2 separate regions of the Anser cygnoides genome follow, and region 1 is linked to region 2. Evidence: chromatin contacts called from public Hi-C data. All regions are on one chromosome and are shown on one strand. The core of a region is the stretch at or near the end of the contact, and the rest is flanking DNA. Distances in the headings are between cores, read along the strand shown.

Evidence for each region. Hi-C and Micro-C count contacts between places; a contact is called where the count stands out from the background.
Region 1: a contact with region 2 is called in a Hi-C map of liver, with 4 times the contacts expected there. The contact joins the promoter of APP here to the enhancer-like site in region 2. A contact is called at or near these places in 2 of 7 Hi-C or Micro-C datasets (both in liver).

The regions. Positions count from the first base shown.
Region 1 is chr1:110,640,844-110,643,868 of Taihu_goose_T2T_genome, forward strand. It overlaps APP (amyloid beta precursor protein), which reads right to left and starts at 1,674. Exons shown (of 15, transcript XM_066977765.1): 1 at 1,440-1,674. The coding sequence starts at 1,499.
Region 2 is chr1:110,536,318-110,539,385 of Taihu_goose_T2T_genome, forward strand. The region is part of intron 5 of APP (amyloid beta precursor protein); the gene reads right to left. Among named protein-coding and RNA genes, the nearest start is that of APP, 100 kb to the right of the region's middle. Within about 2 kb of position 1,259, at least 1 of the 3 cell types and tissues checked has open chromatin away from gene starts, as enhancers often do. A contact at or near this core is called in liver, where this site is marked.

The sequences.
Region 1 (3,025 bases), core at 424-2,923, 100 kb after region 2:
TTACAGTACATGCACTTTCATCCACCTATGTATGTGTAAGGCCAGTGCTAGAGAGACCTGACTAACCACGGAGGGACGGGCATTTCTATCTGAAGTGCTGTTCCCATCATAAAGCCTTTTTTTTTTCCTTTTTTTTTCCTTTTTTTTTCCTTTTTTTTTTCTCTTCAGCTAAGCACCCAAGCCAGAAATTGCCTTCTACTACATGTAGGCAACGCACAGTCGCATCAAGCCGATAAACCCCAGGCGAGTTTGATAACTGGAAGCTGTGAAGCCCTAAGCCTCTTCACACCCCCTCACTTCCAGCACCGGCAGGGTGACACCTCGAGGCAGCAGAGGAGCTTTTTGGGGTACAGAGCCGTGTCCCCCCGAGGTCCCCCCCGGTGAGCAGCCCCGGGCAAGGCCAGTGGCTCCCCGTCCGGGGGCGAGCGCCCAGCTTCAGCCTCCGGTTTTCGGATAAAAGGACCTCCTTTGGCACCCTCCTCTCAAGCTGGGACCCCAACACCCCCACCTCAGGGGGTCCCTCAGGGCTCCCCTCGCCTCAGGGGTGTGGAGGGTGGCGGGGGGAGCCCTCCCCGCCGCACCGGGGGGCTGAGCGGATGCACCGGGAGAGGGGGACGGAGGGGAAGGGAAGGCAGCGAAGCCGCCCTCGGGGAGCCGAGGGGGCGTCGGGCAGGGTACGGCAGGGCAGGGCAGGGCAGGGTACGGCAGGGCAGGGCAGGGCCGGGCCGGCCGCGCACCCCGGCCGCCGCTCGCATGACGGCGCCCCTGTGCTGCACTGCAGCGGCGCCATCTTCTCGCCGCCGCGCAGCCCCAGCCCGCCCCGCCGCAGGGAAACCCGCCCCGCGGGGGTCGGGGGGAGAAGATGGGGGGCGCGGCGACCCCTCCCCACGCCTCCCCAGCCCCGGCCGGCCCGCCGGGCAGCTCCCCACCGCCGCCCCACACACCTGCGGGGGTGTGCGCCGTGGGGCGGGCGCTGCCCTGCCCTCCCCCGCTCCTCCCCGTCCCCACACCCCGAGCCGTCGCCCACCGCCCGCAGCTGAGCCCCCAGCCCCTGCCCGGCCGGGGGTGGCGGAGAGGCACCGCCCGCAGCGCGACCCCGCAAAGTTTTCCGAGGAAGCCCCCGGGGGGGCGCGCCCGGCCCTCCCCCGCCCGCCGGGGGCGGCACCGCCGCCGTCTCCGCCGCCCGTCCCCGCGGACCCCGGCGGACGGCCGAAGTTAGCGGCGGCGGCCCCATTGTTCGGCGGCGGAAGGGCGACGGCGGCCGGGGATGGAGCCCCCAGCGCCGCGCCCCCCGCCCCGCCGCCCTGCAAGCGCCGGCGACCCCCGCCCGCCCGCCCGCTCCGCCGCAGGGGCGGCTCCGGGCAGACAAAGCCTCGGGGAAGCGCAGGAGGGCGGCGGGGAGGGCAGCCCCCCGCTCGGCCGCCCCCCGCCCCGCTTACCTCTACGGCCCGAGCGGCGGCGGCGGAGGCCAGCAGCAGGAGGGCGACGTGGGGCAGCATCGCGGCGGCCGGGAGGGGGGGAAGGAAGGGAAGGAGGAAGGGAAGGAAAGAGGAAGGGCGGCCGGCCGGCGAGGCGCGCTGGGCTCCGGCTGTAAATCCGCGGCGCCGCTGCCGGGGAGAGCGACTGAGCTGCGGCGGCACCAGCCGAGCGCCGCGGCGGGGCCGGTCAGCTGATGGCCCGGACCGCCCCCGAGCGGGCGGCACGGCTCGGCTCGGCTCGGCTCGGCCCTCCCCGCACCGCGGAGACCCCTAGCGGCAGCGCCTGGGAGGCGCGGGGCCGGCCCCGCGGACCCCAGAGCTCGGGGACCGGGCGTGGGCGTGGGTCCGTGGCTCGGGGGTGATCCCGCGGGCTCCGCGGTGTCGCCACGGAGGGTGCCCTCAGGCCTCAGGGCGCCGTCGCCCACCTGAAGACGTGTGTAGAGAAAGGTCAAAATCACAGAATCATTTCGGTTGGAAAAGACCTCCAAGATCCAAGGTCCAACCGTCACCCTACCACCTGTGTCACCCACTAAACCATGTCCCTAAGCACCACGTCCAGCCTTTCCTTGAACACCCCCAGGGACGGTGACTCCGCCACCTCCCTGGGCAACCCGTTCCAGTGCCTGACTGCTCTTTCTGAGAAGAAATGTCTCCTCATTTCCAACCTGAACCTCCCTCGGTGCAACTTGCGGCCATTCCCTCTAGTCCTACCACTAGTTACCTGTGAGAAGAGGCCAACCCCCAGCTCCCCACAACTTTAAAGGGTATATAACAGCTGGTGAATTCTGCCTTTTCTGGCAAGATTGTCTACCAGCTGGGCTCTTCAGTCTTTACCCACACAGAGGTGGTGAATAAAAACCAACCAGAGCCCATACCCAAAACACCAGAGCACACGCTTGAGGCCTAAATCTCCTGCTGATCCACCTGGGGAGACAGTGGTGACCCCCACAGCATTGCTTTGCTCGCTTCTATTTGCAAGATCAAAATTTGTGGAAGTGCCAGTGAGAAAGAATGCATGCAGGAGCACTGACAGAACTGAGGCCTAAGACAGCTGAACGAGGAAGAAAAAAATGTAGGGCTTTTTCAAATGGCTTGCGATCAAGAGGCCAAAGAAAACTTACTATCTTGTTTTCTCAATACTATTGTAATAATTGGTACAGTAAACCCGTAAGGAGAGCTAAAAATAGGCATTAGTGGAGTTTCATGTTGAAACATGAAACAGCTGCTATCATAATCAAAATTCAGATTGATACAACCCGACACGTCCCATCTAAACTGCTGATTCCATGGCAGCCTCTCTGCTCTCAACAAGGCCCCCACGACCACAACTAACAGACCCACCGCATCTCCACAGCATATGGTTTGGTGGCAGAAGCCAGAGTTGCATTGTCCTCAGCACTGTTCTCATGCCCGTGTTCCTTTTAAGTCAAAACTGAAATTCACCGAGACTCAGTCCAGGCTTCATCCAGATGCTGAGGAATGTTTATGGGGTGAGATAAAACTGGACAGCAGGATCAGGCAGGCTGCAATGTACAGGAAGATACCTT
Region 2 (3,068 bases), core at 9-2,508:
AGCTCGACACCCACTCCTGAAGATGTTCGGCCTTACATCAAGGATGCCAAAGCTCCTAACAAGTGTCCAGGTATGGGCAGGAGGCCATGAGGCTGCGCTGTGTCTCAAGGGCAGCCAGAGCTTTTAGATCATTTGACTGAATTGTAGCTATAAATGGAGATCTCTGCAGCTTTACTGAAAGTCAGCACCTGCATCTGGCTGTCCCTCAGGCAGTCTTCAAGGTAAGTTTTAATTAAAGGTGTGGATAACAGCAAGGAACGCCACCACTGAAAACACTTGCGACCTCTTAGTCAGAGTTGCACGCTATTTCAGGACAAGCACGATGTGACATCATTGCAAAAGCACGGGTGGATCCTGCCTTTTGGCCTCACAAACTGGAAGGGGGTACGCCACATCCTTCAGAGCAGCACACCCTCCCTCCTTTCCCAAGCACTTCCAACAAGCAACGTCACGAGGCAAGCCATGTCCTTTCCCACTGAGGTGCAGCGTGGTCAGAGGTGGGGTGGGAGGAACCTGTGACAACGCGGCAGCACAAAATGCCTCCACAAACTCTGATGGCACGGGTCACAAACTGAGGAGCGAGAACCGTGCAGTCCTGCAGCCAGGGTGACAGCAACAGGGTGGTTTCTGCCCCAGTGGGAGGCGTGGGCCATGCTGTGGCTGGACCACCTGCTGACTCTCAACACTGAAGACACCAAAACACTCATGGCAAAAGCATCCACAAAGCCCTTGTATGACAGAACCCAACCACACAGGCAGATCTTAAGGGAACAACAACAGAAAGGTAAACTGGAAGAAAGAGCTACTACTGAAGTACTCATGTAGTACTGGCAACTGAGTTCTAGCCTGAAATCCTGACTTTTGGGTAGAAATGGAAAAATAAATCAGCCCAGTAAGAGCTGCTTCAGAAATGCTGTGGCACGCCAGCCACAAACCCAGGGCAAAGTGGAAGGCTTTGGGATGAAACAAACATTGTCAATGTAAGATCACCCATTTAAAATTAAAAATATAAACTTCAGTAAACACTTCAAACAGAGTTGCTTTAATAGCATAAAATACTGGGAATTTAGCACTGGAAAACTGGAAAATAGCCCCCTGCTTTTCACTTCCTTCCTCCCTCACAATCATCTTAGGCCAAAGGCATATATATATAGACACACACACACAAACATATGTTTATATATGTATGGCTATATATATAAGTATACAAAAATACACACAAAAAATTTGAACTACCACCTACTGCTGCATGAGATTTATTTTTTTTTTAATGACTAAATTTCAAGAGGATTTCTGGCTCCAATACACACAGATTGAATGCAGCTAGGAAGCTGAAGAGGCAGCAAGAAATATGAGTGAGTCAGTGTAAGACAACTACAAATTGCTTGGCTCTTCATCTGCAGTTGAAGTGCCCCGTAAAAGGATCCTGTCATTTTCTTTTTGCATGCATGTCTATGGGAGGGGAAGAAAAAAGAAAAAAAAGGGGGAAAAAAGCAGTAGTTACTTGGAATTTCAGAAATTGATTCAAATGCAATTCCAGTTCCTATTCATGGAGCATACCAAATTCTGAAGTTATTCTTGAACTACTTTCTTCACAGATTAAACTGCTTCAAGAGGAACAAAACAGACTAGAATAGTAAAGTAAATATTCAGTGACAAACATGAAAAAAACAGAAATAAACGCTCTTTTAACCAAAATTTTTATATACACCCTTGTGTGCTCTTCTATTTAAAATATTTTAAGGAATCTTTGAGCAGATACAAGAAAAATTACATATATATATAACTGTATATGTTATATAGATAAGTAAACCAGGTAATAGATAAGAGATCTCATATAAGATAGATCTATTTTATATATTTCTGTATCTGTCGTATATTATATATATGAGGGAAAAAGCAAGTGGGTATGAAGTCTGCACTCACTTCTTACTCTAAGAGAACATTTTCCAATCAAAGATTAAACAAAACACAGGGAGCTGACAGGGCAACAGTACAAAGGTTGGTTTACAAATCCCAACAAATGTTATAAATTGCAACATTTTGACAACTGTTGGAAATCAGTCAGAAAAAACCCTGAACATGTCAAGACAGAAGACACAATGTTGCCTTATGTAGGTTTCTTAATCCAACAGCCCAGACGATTTACTCAGTGAGACAAAACTAGAAACAATAATTTTAATAAATTTAACTCATTCTGTTTTTCATGAAGAACCCTTCCCTGCCATACAAACTAATGCCTTCTCAGGGAAGATTTAGATGCCCACATGAAGTGGTTCCTAACTTTTCGTTGTCTTCATGTCTTCTCTTTATACCTAATTACGGAAATTCAATTTCTGTCCTTCATCTCTACACTGTTCCTAAACTTGTTTTCATCTGGGTTATTAAAAAAGTCCAAACTCACACAATGCAGACCTATTAACTTTCTGCATTATTCACTTCATTTGGTCCCAGTTTATTTCCATGCTTCTCCTTGAAAATGCTTGTAATCTGTCTCAAATTTTCGATTTTGTATCACTATTTGCAAAAGACACAGTATCATCACCTAAGAAGTGGTTCCTTTTCTTTTTAGCACAGTATGAAGTGATCAAAGTCTACGGAGCACAAATAAAATTTGAACGTAGACCTTGATTTTATGAAGAAAACCATCTTGAAGTAGTCGTTTGAATTCAGTTGCAAGGACATAAAATTGCTCATTGCTCTCACAGCTGCTGCCTAAGGCACTCAATTGAGTGATATGAAAAGGTCTTGACAGGACTGGACCGCTCAATCACAACAGTCACAACCCACATTTGGCTCAAAATTAGCCTGTGTGCGCAGGAGATGCTAAGGGGTAAAGATGAGCATGCTATAGCCAAGTCCTTTTCCTGCCTACGGCTGTCTTGCAAAGGAAACCTCTCCACTCCATCTAGCTGTAGCATACTAATTAGTCTTATTGTCAAAGGCTAGACATTAAAACAGATTTTCTTTTGTGTCACACTTAGCAATAGCAGAAAAATATTCTTATGGTAGTAAAGACACATAGGTAACACCTAGAATAAATGAAAGCATTTCGAACTCTCCAACAT